Linked DNA regions of Mus musculus: region 2 is linked to region 1. A link is a contact called in public Hi-C data. All regions are on one chromosome and are shown on one strand. Each heading gives the region's core, a stretch centred on a gene start, on an enhancer-like site or on the middle of the called end of the contact. The rest is flanking DNA. Distances are from core to core; before and after follow the strand shown.

Region 1 (3,038 bases), core at 147-2,646:
AAGCTTGCAGGCTTTCAAGTCTTTTTGACCATAGATTGTAGTAAACAAATATAGTACAGTTCCAGCAAGATCTTAATTATAAATTGGTAGTGGACTAGATTTGCCCTCTGAGTTATTATTTACTGCCCCTTGCTCTAAACTCGCCCGTTGAAAGGTGTGTGTGTGTGTGTGTGTGTGTGTGTGTGTGTGTGTGTGTGTGTGTGTACATGCACATGTGGAAGTCAGAGGTTGTTAACATTAGATGTCGTCTACAATCTATCTTCACCTTATCTTTCAGAAAGGGTCTTTCTCTGCACCTGGATCTCATCAGTTAGGCTAGCTTGGGGATTTAATAGGGTCCATATGGATTCTCTTGTTTTGAACTTCCCCAGCTCTAGGAGTACAGTTGTGTGCCTCCATATCTGACTCTTTTCATGGGTTCTGGGGATTAAACTCAAGTCTTCACACTTAGAGAGCAAGCCATTTACTGACTGAGTCAAGTCTCCAGTTCAGTTAAGTCACATTTTTCTATAAAATGTTGTTCTATAGCTTCTTATGTTCCTTTGTCTTATCTTAACTATATGACATCATATATATTTGATGTTTTCCCCCTTTTGTATTTCTTGCAGCTTTTCCAAATTTTATAATATGAATAGCTTAACTTTTTTTTATATAAGTTTCCTTCTACCTATGTTCTGATACAAGAAATATAAAAACATTTTCATCTATTTTCTGGTTTTTGGAGCTCATTATTTCAACAGAAGTCGAAATTCTATGTGGAAAATAATCTGTACAAAACAGTTTTTTCTTCTAATAGTCTCTGAAAATGGTGATTTTTCAAAACACTGGCTGATCTTTGACTTTAATAATCAGTCAGGTTAATCAGTGGGATTCATCAGACATAAAAGAAGCTAATTCCAAGTGTATTTAGAACATTTTTAACAAATGCTACCTCAGTCTTGTAGACAGTTTTGTCCTGATGTGTCATCCTTTTCAATAGGAGCTAGATGTTTTAGATATTGAAGTTCATGTTTGAGTCCTAGTTTTATCTCAGAAATTGCAAAGGTGTTGATGCTTGATGAGATGGTAACAATGGTTCATTGTGCATTGTAGTAGCAGATGTCACAGAACAGACAGGAACTGCTGTCAGACATTCCTTCTTTTAAGTAAATACAGCTGATTCACAAGAGAAGGCTCCCTGTGGCGGGTTTGACGAGCTGCAAGGTGTCATCATATGAAGAGTGGGCATACAAAACTAGAAACAGAAAGGAAAGCAAGTGGGACTGGAGACTGAAAGCAGAAGAGAGACTTTCCTTGAAAGCAGGAGGTTGTAGTTTGCCTGTCAGCTCTGTGCTTGCCCTCCCACAAGTAGGCTTGTAGAAGCTGTGAGCACGCCAGCTCCGAAGCAGCTCGTGGGCTCCACCTGTGGCTCTTGCACTGCATCCTCAGTGGAAACTGCACTGGAGCCGTTCTGTAGTCCAGCAGTACTCAACATTAGGTAGTGTGTACAAACGGAAACCTGTGAGTGTGCTCTACCAAAGAAAGATGTCAGCTCCCTTTCATCAGAGAGAGTTACCCCCTTTGCTCCAACAAGGGCTTCTCGTCAGGGAGAGTAAGAGCGCCAGGAGGGTCCTTGCTTCAGCAGCACACACATTAAAATGGAAGCGTACAGAGGCTAATACGGCTCCTGCACAAGCAGGACAGGCAATTCCAGAGAAAAGGTTGTTACAAATACGGCAGAATCGGACCTTTTAGTTTTGAAATATACCAAGTGGATAAATACTATATGTTTGTTATTCACAGCAAGAGACTTTATTTGCAGTGGTGGTTCTGTTTAATAAACCCTGGAAAAGTTTGATTTATCTGTTTTTCAGAATAAGCCTGTAGACTGTGGTTACTTACTTGTTTTGAAGGGTTTGTTGTGGATGTTGACAGTTTCTAAGGTGTACACTGAATTTTAGTTACTCTCCCCCATTGCTTTACTTTCCCAGCTGCTTCACTGAATCCTTCTTCTTCCCAGGAAGCCCCCTTCCTACAGTCTTGTCTCCCTAGGCATGTTACCCATGTACCTGAGCAGGACTTCTGCATGAGCCTGCCTAGTCACTCACTAGGCAGCTTTAGACCACCAAAGAGTGACACTCCTTCCTCCAGCCACTGTTAACTTTGTAATCCTTCCGGGAGGTGTGAGGCCTCATAAACTCTTCCTCCTTCTTCGATGAAAGTTTGATGATTCTGATCTTGTACAGGGAACCTCAGCTGCAGTGAGTTTATATAGAAGGCATGTCCTGTTCAGAAGATGTTTTACATCAGCTTTCCCCAATATGGCTCTTAAATTCTTTTTGCCCCTTCTATGGTGTTCGTTTAATATTGAGGGTTTGTGTATATGTGATATGCACTTCCTTTAACAGCTGAGCACTCCATAGTCACTTATTCTCCATACTTTTAACCAGTTATGAATCCTAGTATTTTAACCACCACAAAAAGGGCCTCTGCTGAAGGCTGCACTCATCTATGAGTACAAAGATAAGTCTATAAAAGGCAGTTCTTACTATATTTGTTTAGCAAAATAATAATAGTAAGTTCTCCCCTTTGGACTATGGCATTCATACATTGGTTTTGCGGCTGGGCTTACAGTCCTAGACGAGAGTACTGTCCTGTGGGGTAGGCTTCTCCATCTACCAGAAGGTAGCATGTTGCCCCCATGGCATTATGCCAGTATTGCAACAGCCAGGTTGATTAGCACTGTAGCTCAGAGTTTATCTTTGGGTAAGAATCTTAAAGACTTACCTTCTAGGAGCCTTCATAGAATCTCTTACACCTAAAGCTCCATCGCTGTCTTTCTGTCCATTTGCAACAGCTTACCCGACTTCACTGAAAATTTATCAGATCCAATTCCTACAAACGCAGATTTACTTAAAATTACCTGTAACTTGGGACTGCGTCATAGATCGACAGTGAATAAGGACGTTGATTGTGATGGTTAGTGCAAGTTGCCTATTTAACAGGATCTACTTGAGAGATGAGCCTCCAGATATGCCTGTGGGGAGTTGTATTGCTTA
Region 2 (3,038 bases), core at 143-2,642, 300 kb before region 1:
GCTGTCTCAGGGATATGGACAGCTAGTGATGAGGGCTTGAGCTCTGTAGTCAGTGGGGGGAGTGGCTTCAGCTCACAGAAAAGTACTTTTGGGGTATTCCACACCAAAGGAAACAAAGGGACTCATGTAAGTGGCATTCGTGCCTGTATGCCCCAGGGCCCAGGCAGTAGTCCCTATATTGTCTCTGTAAATTCTATTCATTGTCCTTTTCCAAGACAGAAACTATTAACTTCCCGTACCTGAAGACCCCCAGCTACCTCTGCCCTTGAAGGTTCAGTAAAACCCCAGGCCCTATGCTCACCATGCTGTGTGTAACTGGCGCGTGCTTCTCCCCTAGAACGCAGCTCTTCAGGCCGAGAGGCAGCTGCTGAAGGAGCAACTACAGCACTTGGAGACTCAGAACGTGTCCTTCAGCAGCCAGATCCTGACCCTACAGAAGCAGAGCGCCTTCCTGCAAGAGCACACCACCACGCTGCAGACCCAGACTGCGAAGCTGCAGGTAGCAGGACGCTAATGGTGCCTCGTGGGAGCTGCAAGGCCAGGCAGGGGGACCTGGAGACAGGCTGGTTGCTAAGAGGCTTACTGTATACCGTAGATGTATACAGTCTCTTTTTAAGCTTGGTGGAACAGTTTCTGTGCAGTATACCTGTATTATGCTGATAGAGGGCAAATGAGGCTGTGACCTGGCTTCCCTCTGCTGGAAGCAGCCAGCAGGGCCAGCCCCTCAGTCTGCTTATCCTGTGGTCTATAGGTGATGGGGAAATGAAAAATTATTCATTAATGTAATTTCTGGGAAAAGTTGGAAAGTTACATATGGGGCAGAGACAATAAACAGGAAACTTACTTGGCAGAGAAGTTGGGTTTGTTTTGTTAAAATAAGAAAATAGGATGTTGGTTTGTTACTTTGTTTTGGAAAAAGTCTTTGTCTGGTTTTAATATAAGAGCAGTTCTGGCCCCTGTTCAGTTTTTAATGTCTTGGGGTTGTGTTAGAATACTTTAAAAACTCAGGTGGTCAGATGTGGCCCGTTAATAAAAGTGCTTAGCATGTACACAAGGTCCTTGGTTCAGGCCCCAACAGCACAAAAATAAATATGTAAAAATCAATTGGTTGACAGTATTATCTGGTACTCAAGAAAATAGGCTTTAAAAATAATCAGTAATGACATGCAAGGGGCTCACGTAGACGGAGGACATGATTTCTGGAGTTGGCTCAGGATGATATCCTTCTCGCAGCCAGCGTTTTGCCATGTTGGCCCCACTTCCTAAGCCAAGTCCTCAAGTTCCGGTAGCACTGTCCCCGGCTGGCCTGCCTTGAGGTCCCTCTGAGGCTGGCTGTTGCTGGTCATCCTCGGCCTGATCACTCGCAGGGCTCTCTGCTCTCCCTCCAGGTGGAGAATTCCACACTGAGTTCCCAGAACGCAGCGCTCAGTGCACAGTACACGGTGTTGCAGAGCCAGCAGGCTGCCAAGGAGGCCGAGCACGAGGGTCTGCAGCAGCAGCAGGAGCAGCTGGCAGCCGTCTATGAAGCCCTGCTGCAGGACCACAAGCACCTGGGCACCCTGTACGAGTGCCAGTCCTCAGAGTATGAGGCCCTCATCCGCCAGCACAGCTGCCTGAAGACGCTGCACAGGAACCTGGAGCTGGAGCACAAGGAGCTGGGGGAGAGGTGAGAGGTGGGGGGGGGCCTGGAGGCAAGGGAGGCCGAGGCTGGGGACAGGCAGGCTGGTGTGGGGAGACGGCCTGTGGTGGAGGCAGCTGCTGTGTTGAGCCCCTTAGGCTGTCACAGAGCTTGTGGTACTTTCCTAAGGGCCAAGTGCATCTCGTCTCTCCCCCACATTTCCTCTTGGCAGGCTGCTCTGCATTGTTGCTTGCACCTGAGCTTTCTCAAGGGAAGGAAATAGAGCCTTTAGCAACTTCTGCTTCCTTTTTGTTTGTCCAGCTGGGGATTGTGGCAGGGGACACTGGGGCCAAGGAGTGCCATGGCCCACGCTGGTTCTGGGTGGCCCAGTGTAGACACTTGGAGACCTATTCTCTAAGAATGCTTTCTCCTTCCTCCTCCGTCTGACCTACACCCTTGGGAAAATTCTGGCTACCATTGTGCAGGGTTGTGTTTATCCACACTTCAGAATCCCTTTTCCAAGTCTGAGGCTAGAATGCTTGCTTAAAGGAGGGGGCGGGGCGGGGGGACCAACCCAAATCCTCCCATTATGTTAAGTATTTAACGTGTACAACAAAACACAGAGTAACCCCACACCTCTGATCTCAGCACAGTTGGAAGGTCGAGAGAGGGAGGGAGGGAGCTGAGCCCTCAGCTGCCCCCCCCAGATGCCCACACTACCTTCATCCTTTAATCCACACCAGGTGCTTTTCTTTCTTTTTTTTTTAAAGGTATACTTTGCATATGTTGAAAAATACTATGTGCTAACTTTTCACCATAGCATCCCAGGTCCTGGGATGTGTGTCCTTGATTCACTCACTGTTGGCTGAGCTCCTGTGTCGTTGATTCACCCACTGTTGGCTGAGCTCCTGCCCATGCACCGAGGGTTCTAGATCCCTGAGCGCACATACTGAGGGTCCAAAGTCCTGTCTTGTCAGCTACTTAGTGTCCTTGGCTGGACATAGCTGGAGGCTCCTTCCGTCTGTGCACTGGGCTGTGAGTGTCTGTCACACAGCACTGAGTAAAGTCTGAGTTCTCATCTGCTACCTAACTGGACTCCTGCCATAAACTTACTGTCTTGTCAAAGGCTCAGTGGTAGTAAGCCAGACCCCAAAAGCCTGTGGGCTGAGTGTGCCCTGCTGAAGTGCCACACGGGGAGCAGGGATTAGGCAGGCAGCCCTGCTGGTCAGTCTGTGGCCTTTATTTGTCAACCTCCATGATTCCCCCACAATCACTAACTTAGGTGGAAGCCCGACGGTTCTCTCATCTCATCCCCCACCATGATGGGGCCACCTCTGCACTTTGGCCATTAAGTGACTTTCCTACTTGGGGCTCCAGTGAGATGATCCAGGTGCAGCTGATGTGGAGGGTGGGACTAGAG

Evidence for each region. A called contact is a pair of places that touch in the nucleus more often than the background predicts.
Region 2: a Hi-C map of Sertoli cells shows a contact between it and region 1, with 2.2 times the contacts expected there. The contact joins the promoter of A630072L19Rik here to the enhancer-like site in region 1. A contact is called at or near these places in 3 of 484 Hi-C or Micro-C datasets (Sertoli cells, Th1 cells and cardiomyocytes), 1 of 115 datasets of contacts at active chromatin or transcription factors (memory CD8 T cells) and 1 of 9 other capture datasets (liver).

Annotation. Positions count from the first base shown.
Region 1 is chr12:100,638,194-100,641,231 of GRCm38.p6, reverse strand. All of the region lies in intron 3 of Rps6ka5 (ribosomal protein S6 kinase, polypeptide 5), which reads left to right. Among named protein-coding and RNA genes, the nearest start is that of Rps6ka5, 85 kb to the left of the region's middle. Within about 2 kb of position 1,396, at least 117 of the 459 cell types and tissues checked have an H3K27ac peak or open chromatin away from gene starts, as enhancers often do. A contact at or near this core is called in Sertoli cells, Th1 cells and memory CD8 T cells, where this site is marked.
Region 2 is chr12:100,936,458-100,939,495 of GRCm38.p6, reverse strand. It overlaps A630072L19Rik (a long non-coding RNA gene), which reads right to left and starts at 1,392. Exons shown (of 5, transcript XR_003950128.1): 1 at 845-1,392; 2 at 1-745. It overlaps Ccdc88c (coiled-coil domain containing 88C), which reads left to right. Exons shown (of 30, transcript NM_026681.5): 19 at 338-499; 20 at 1,389-1,666.